2 separate regions of the Oryctolagus cuniculus genome follow, and region 1 is linked to region 2. Evidence: chromatin contacts called from public Micro-C data. All regions are on one chromosome and are shown on one strand. Each heading gives the region's core, a stretch centred on a gene start, on an enhancer-like site or on the middle of the called end of the contact. The rest is flanking DNA. Distances are from core to core; before and after follow the strand shown.

Evidence for each region. Hi-C and Micro-C count contacts between places; a contact is called where the count stands out from the background.
Region 1: a Micro-C map of ear pinna shows a contact between it and region 2, with 9 times the contacts expected there. The contact joins the promoter of PTBP3 here to the promoter of UGCG in region 2. A contact is called at or near these places in 3 of 6 Hi-C or Micro-C datasets (ear pinna, psoas muscle and an unstated tissue).

The regions. Positions count from the first base shown.
Region 1 is chr1:215,923,229-215,926,775 of mOryCun1.1, forward strand. PTBP3 (polypyrimidine tract binding protein 3) reads right to left here and starts at 1,630. Exons shown (of 14, transcript XM_051843126.2): 1 at 1,400-1,630.
Region 2 is chr1:215,474,847-215,478,416 of mOryCun1.1, forward strand. It overlaps UGCG (UDP-glucose ceramide glucosyltransferase), which reads left to right and starts at 1,921. Exons shown (of 9, transcript XM_070055584.1): 1 at 1,921-2,308. The coding sequence starts at 2,211.

The sequences.
Region 1 (3,547 bases), core at 380-2,879, 450 kb after region 2:
AGCTTCAACTAGACAATAAAGCATTTCCATCTACATAAAAAGCAATACTTTAAAGATGATCACAACCATAAATTCTAAAATTGTAATTTGATGTCTTTAAGAGCGTGCAATCTGGATTCAAATGAGTTATTCCCTAGTATCACACATTTCGTATTGTGAAACTAAGATAAATGAAATCTTATGAGGACAAAAATTGTTGGAAGATTCCATCGTCTTTACACAGCACGACAACAACCATCATGCATGGCAACATGTAAGTGGCTTTCACTGTCCAAGCTAGTCCCGCATCTTCCACAAGCAAGGGGCTTATAGAAACCTTATCATCCAAAGTAGGTAACAGGCCAAGCAAAACCTCAAGTGTAAAATGGAATAAATAAATGGATTCGCAACCTCTAACTCGGACAGAGCTGGGACTTTTCTAAATCCTGATGCACATACTACGAACCTTCAATTAATTTACCAAAATCCTAGTTTTTTTTCCTAATAATTAACATGTCAGGTCCCACCCTACACCCCGAGTCCCCAGAGAAACTGTTTTACAGTGCAGGTGATTCCAAATTTTTGTTATTATTTTAAAGGTCGAGGACCTAATCCATTTTTGAGCCTCTGAAAGCTGCCTGAAAAATGACACTTTCACAGTGTTTTTCACACACACAGGACAGCGCGATCAGGAAGTTTCTCAGGGGTGGGGGCGCGACGGGGAAGGGTCCGCGGCCACCAGGTCGCGGTACCAGACGCTAGGTACCCAGAAATGACTACCGTATCCCCACAGCCCGGGTCGGGGGACCTGGGCCAGTGCCCGGCGGCCCCGAGCCTCCCCGCGCCGGGCCGGGGTTCGGCACCCGGTCGCCGCCCAGACGTGTCCGGACGCGCGCGCTCGCCGCTCGCCTCGCCGCCGGGGAGAGCGCCGGCACTCGCCCCACCTCGCCGGTAAACAGCAACTCCCCAGGCGGCAGGACCGGAGCGCGGCAGGACCGGCGCCCGCCCCGAGCGCCGCCTCCGCCTCCCCCGGCGCCGCGCACCATTTTTTGAGAGGAAGTGTCGGGAGGCCGGCCGGCCGGCCAGGCTCCCGGGACTCGGAGCGCGAAGGGCGGACCCGGCCCCCCGGCGGCTGCACCGGGTTCCCCTTCGCTTCCCGGGGTGTGCGCTGTTGCGGGTGTGAAGGGGCGGACGCCGCGGGGCCGCCGCGTGCAGGAAGGAGCGGCTGCGGCGCACGGCGCCTCCGCGACTCGGAGGTCCCCCCACCGAGGCGCCCGGAAGCCCCGCCGTCGAGCCCGGCCGGAGCCGCTCCTCGGGCCGCCGGCGCCGCGCCCGGGCTCCCCGGCCTTGGCGGGACGCGCCGAGGGAGGAAGCGGGGCCAGCGCAGCCCGGCACGGCCGCCGCGCCGCCAAGCACTTACCCATCCATGGCCCAGTTGGAGGAGCGCACGGTGCGGGAACTGACGGGCTCACCGCGAGCGGAGCAGGCCAGGCAGCGGCAGCTGGGCGGCTCCGGGGACTGACGTGCGGCGCCTCTGCCGAGCCCCGGCCGGTCGGAGGTGGAAGGAGAGTGGGAAACAGGGGCGGGGACCGGGCACGCTCCCGCCACCGCCGCGCCCCCGCCTTCCCCACCCCGCGAGCGCGTCCCCGCTTGGCCTGACCCCGCCCCCGCGGCGTCGACGCCCTCCCTGGGGGCCCGCCCCTGCGCTCGCACCCACCCTTGGCCCGCTTTCAGCCGGCCTCCGGCTCGGCTCCAGGGCGCCCTCTTCCTGCTGTCTGTCGGCGTGAGGCCCCGCCCCCTGGCTCTCGGCCCGGCGCGCGTGCGCGCCCCCGGCACCTCCCCCCGCCTGCGTTCGCGGGAGCGCGCGCCTTGTGCTTCCCGCTCCGCCGTCCGCCCCGCCCCGGCTGCGCGGGTCTTCCGGCTTCGCAAGCTGGGGCGGTCCGGCTTGAACTCCTCCCTCTGCCGGCGGGAAAAGCCTGGGGGGAACCTGGCTCGTTCGCGTAGGTAAGGGTGTCCCTCCAGGACCCCAGGACAGAGGCGGAATTGCCCCCCTGTCGGTGGCGCACCGGAGGCCACCCACTGGCCGTGGTCAGCGGAGCGCCGGCCTGCAGACCTAGGGAGGGTCGAGCCCCGATCCGGACGGGCCCTGCGATCGGCCGTCGCCCGCGAGGTGCGGTTGCGAAGACGACTGAGGCTCTGAGACCCCCCGGACTGGAGGACCTCTGAGTTTTTCACGGGGCTCTCAGGGTGCGAGTTGACCTGAAACGTTCAGTGCATTACCGGCGTGTTCCGAAAGTTCGCTCATTCATTCCTCAGGGGTGTGTGTTTGGGGGAAGAGGGTGTTTAGGAAAAGATTATTCGCTTTTTTCGGTTGAAAAATACAGACATGGAGTGATTTGCCCGCGATTTCATAACGAGGAAACTTTTGCACAGAGCCCTTCCCTGTAATCTGAGAAAAAAAAAAGATATTTATTTACATATTATCTATAATGGGTGTATATAACCAGCGACCATACGCTTTTTTTTTCTCCTTTTGTAGTCTTAGTTCTGAGATTTGAATGATTTTTTTCCATCCCCAGATCACCAAAACGTGAGCCATTAAATGCTGTCTTCAACCAAATTATTTTGCTCTCCTAGAAAAGTCCCTTCCCTCTGTCACCTCATTTGAAAAGCAAGTGGGGGCTCCTGAAAAGATTTAAACTGGATTCACCCATCGTGCAGTCAGTACTTATTGCGCATGTACTGTGTGCCAGCCACTGCAGGGATACGCAAAAATTAGATTCCACCCTTCAGGACTGGGTAGACCCCTTGGTCAGTGTATGGCTTTTGTGGACAAAAAAGAAATCTTTAAATAGGGTATATAATTCACTAAGGACATGTTTTAAGTACTTCAGTCCCTTTTTCCCAAAACGTTGAGTGTATATATTTTTTTGTATGTTAAGTCCTAAGACTAAATTTGCAAACATTGCCACCCTGCATTGTCAGGTGGAAATTTAAGGTTTCAGGGGCTGGCACTGTGGTATGGCGGCTAAGCCAAGGCCTGAGTCCAGAATCCCAGCTGCTCCACTTTCCATCCAGCCCTCTGCTAATGTGCCTGGAAAAACACCAAAAGATGGCCCAAATGCTTGGGCCCCTGCACCCACCTGGGAGACCCAGAAAAAGCTCCTGGCTTTGGCCTGGCCTAGCCACAGTCACTGTGGCCATGTAGGGAGTGAATCACCAGATGGAAGCTCTCTCTAAGTCTCTGAAACTCTGTCTTTCAAGTGAATAAACAAATGTTTAAAAAAAAAATGTTTAATTGAGAATAAGGAGCTAATGCAGTCAATTTGGAGTATATTTTGTTGATAGTGATTCATATGTTTGAAAGGCAAAGAGAGATCTTCCATCCACTGGTTCACTTCCCAGATGGCTGCAAGGAGCCAGGAACTTCAAGCAGGCCTCCCACAGAGGTGGCAGGGGCCCCAGCACTTAGACCAAATTTCACTGCTCTCCTAGATGCATCAGCAGGGATCTGGATCAGAAATGGAGCAGCTGGGACTTGGGATTCAAACTAGCACCCATTATGGGA
Region 2 (3,570 bases), core at 671-3,170:
AGACAGAGAGATTCTACCTGCTGATTCACTCCCCAAATGGCCACTATGGCCTGATCCAGCCAGGAGCCAGGACTGGTCTCCCACAGGAGTGCCAGAGATCTGACCAAGTACTTCAACTATCACCTGCTGTCTCCGGGGTGGGCATCACCAGGAAGCTGGAATTGGAAAACTCAAACCAAGGCACCTCAATACTGGATGCAGGATCCCAAGTGGTGTCTTCATTGCTGTGCCAAACGCCTGCCCAGGAAGTCTTTACCACTGACTTGGGTAGAACGAAAGCTATGTGGGGCCGGCACTGTGGCGTAGCAGGTAAAACTGCCGCCTGCAGTGCCCACATCCCATATGGGCGCCTGTTCAAGTCTTGGCTGCTCCACTTCTGATCCAGCTCTGCTATGACCTGGGAAAGCAGTAGAATATGGCCCAAGTCTTTGGGCCCCTGAACCCATGTGGGAGACCCAGAAGTAGATAAAGACCTCCCCCCCCCCCCCGCCTGTGTCTCACTGTAATTCTGCCTTTCAAATAAATAAATAAACCTTAAAAAAGCTATTAAACATCCGAAACTGATTCTCAATGTAGAAACTATTTTTCTAAATTGTAGTTTATCATTTAATTGTGGACTGAGATAGCTCATTCAATCATCATTATCTATAAGAAATAGCAATAAGAAACCACTTCTTTTCGAAATTGGACACAATTCTGAAATCTGCCAAGATAGGTCATGGAGTGTTTAAAAGGAAATAACTTGAAATAATAAACATTGTTTAAACAAAACCACCGAGAAACAGTATAAACTCATCTGGGCTAAAGAAACAAAATCTCCCTCGATGGGCATTTTAAAAATAAACACTGGTTACCTTACTGTCCAGGGACTCTTTCCATTTTAGAGCAGTGACCATCAACCTGGACAATTACATTTTTCTAATAGTTAGCTAGCCACATTTTAAGTTTTTTGAAACGTGAAACTCATTTTTAACCTAATATATCCAAAATGTATCGTTTCAGCGTGTGCGTCATCAAGATACCACGCATTAACGAGATGGCCTTGAACCTTGGGGGCGAATTAACACAGCACAACTCAGTCTGAATTTGCTACACGCTAGGGGCTCGCGTGGCCCCATGTGGCTACCGTTTTGGCCAGCACGGTCTTAGAGGGCCTGATTATCATTTGATTCTTCACATCCTGAACTTGGGAATTCCATTTATAATACACACCGTCTCTAAAACGCTCAGAGCTCTGTGAGGCACCTGGAGCTTATTTTGCTCTTGGGTCCGTTTCGATCCAAGATCCCACAGCATTCAGAGCAGCGAGGACGGAAGGCAAAGGGAAACCCTGGCGCGAAGGAACGAGGGCTGGTAGCCATGCCCGATCAGGAGGCTGCAGACGCAGCGAGCCCAGCTCGGGAGGCTGCCCGGAGCCCCGTGCCTTTTTCTGGGGGCGCCCGGGAGCTGCAGAGCCACAGATACAGCGACAGCAGCCTCCGACTAGACACCAGGTGCCGAGCCGCAGCCGCAGCCGAGGGACCTGGCCAGGGCTGCAGCGTTGCCGGTCTCGGCGCCTCCGCCCGGGACTGCCGGGTGCACAGCAGCGAAAACCCGAGCGGGTGCAAGGCCCGTCTGCGCCCCACCAGGGAAGCCGCCCAGGGGCGCACTCGCGCCGGCGACGCTGCGGGCGCGCGGGCGGCGCGGTGGGCGGGCAGGAGCGGGCGCACCGCCCCCGGGGGGCGGGCGCCGCGGGTCCAGAGGGCGGAGGCGGGGCGGGGCGCGCCGGGGAGTCGGGGCGCGGGCCGCCGGTTTCCATTAGTGCGCGGACCTGCGGCGGCGAAGCAGAGCGGCTGAGCTACGCGGCCCGGAGCCCGGCGGGGAGGCGGCGGGGCGACAGCAGGTCGTAGGGACCGACCCGCGGCCGCCGGCGTCGGGAGAGGCGAGCCCGGGTGCTGGGCAGCGGCTGCCCTGACCACAGAGCGCGGCCCCGCAGCGCCCGCAGCCGCGAGCGCGCCGAAGGCAGCGCGCGGGCAAGTGCGCGCGGACGGGGGCGCGCAGGCCCTGCCCGCCCCTTCCGTCCCCACCCCCCTCCTCCCCTTCCTCTCCCCCACCTTCCTCTCGCCTCCCTGCGCCCCCGCATCGGGCGCCCACCCAGTCCTCCTCCGGCGCGAGCGCGGGCGGCGGCGGTAGCGGCCGGAGCGGGCCGGGCCCGGCCGGCGGGCCGGGGGATGGCGCTGCTGGACCTGGCCCTGGAGGGAATGGCCGTCTTCGGATTCGTCCTGTTCTTGGTGCTGTGGCTGATGCATTTCATGGCCATCATCTACACGTGAGTGAGAGGCAGCCGGAGCAGCTCGTGGCGGGGTCCGGCCGGGTGGACAGGCGAGGGCGGGAGGCTTTTTGCGCTTTGGAGGGCACTGGAGTTGGGTGGGGGTGGAGACAGCGGATGCCCAGGCTGATCCCCCCCATCCGCTCTCCCCTTGGCCCGGTTGAGCGGGGGTCCTTGTAGGGGGAGGGGTGGGAGAGGATCGTGTTGGGCTGCTGGGTTGCAGGCGGCTGCAAAGCCAGAGCAGAGGAGGCTGCTCTTACGTGTCAGGCGGAAGGCTGCTGGCTGGGTCTGATTGTGTGGGGATCCGTGTGATGTTTCATCTGGGCCAAGACGTATGGTGGATTGTTTTCTCTCTCGACCTGGGCTACGTCCCTGTTACGATGGTGATCGTTCCCGCTCTTCTGGTAGCCGCTGCCCGCGTCCTGGAGACCCCCCTGTGGATTCTCTGCTTCCTAGGAGAGCTCTCTGTTCTCAGAAAGGTGTGAAGCACCTGTCTACCTCAAAAAAAAAAAAAAAAAAAAAAAAATGTCCACCAGACCTCCGAGCTGGCGCTGTAGCTCTGTTGTCCCGGGTTCTACAATGCAGTTTGATTTTCTCTCCTATTTTCGATTCCTCATCAGTGGGTCTGTTTAGATCTGTACCCTCCGTCCTGCTGCCTAGGTCTCTTCAGCCTTCATGTAACACATAGTTCTTGAGGCCTACAGATCCCATTCACCGTCTTGGGGCTGGGGACACAACAGAGAGCAGGACAGAATTCCTGTTCTCGTGGCGCTTCCATTGAAAAGGAGGAGGCAGATCACCCAAGTCCAGATAGTGATAAAAAAAAAAAAAAAAACTGAATAAAAAAGAACAGCATGAGGGGGATGAATAGAGACTTGAGGCGTGCGACTAGTTTTGCTGTTTCAAGAGTTAAGCTGTGTTTAAAATGAAATCTATGTCAATGAATGAAAGAATTGCGTAGAGCACATAGTAAGGATGCACATAGCTTTTTAGCCTGCAAAAGAAAAAAAAATCTTTATCACCAGCTAGAATGGGGTATATGTTAGTTGAAGAGAAGGAGGGTTTTAAGAAATTTATTACTTTTAGCTTTTCCTAAGTACAGAGAAGGTGTGCCTTTCCTTTCCTGGAATGCATGGTGTTAGTATTGGGCGGCATTTCTGGGGCCTGGAGAAAGATCCGCTGCTTGTGCAGATGCATTGGTGTATCTTTGGAGGTGAGGGAAGCCTCTTGGATATTGTTGGTCTTCATTTTTGGAGTTTGTG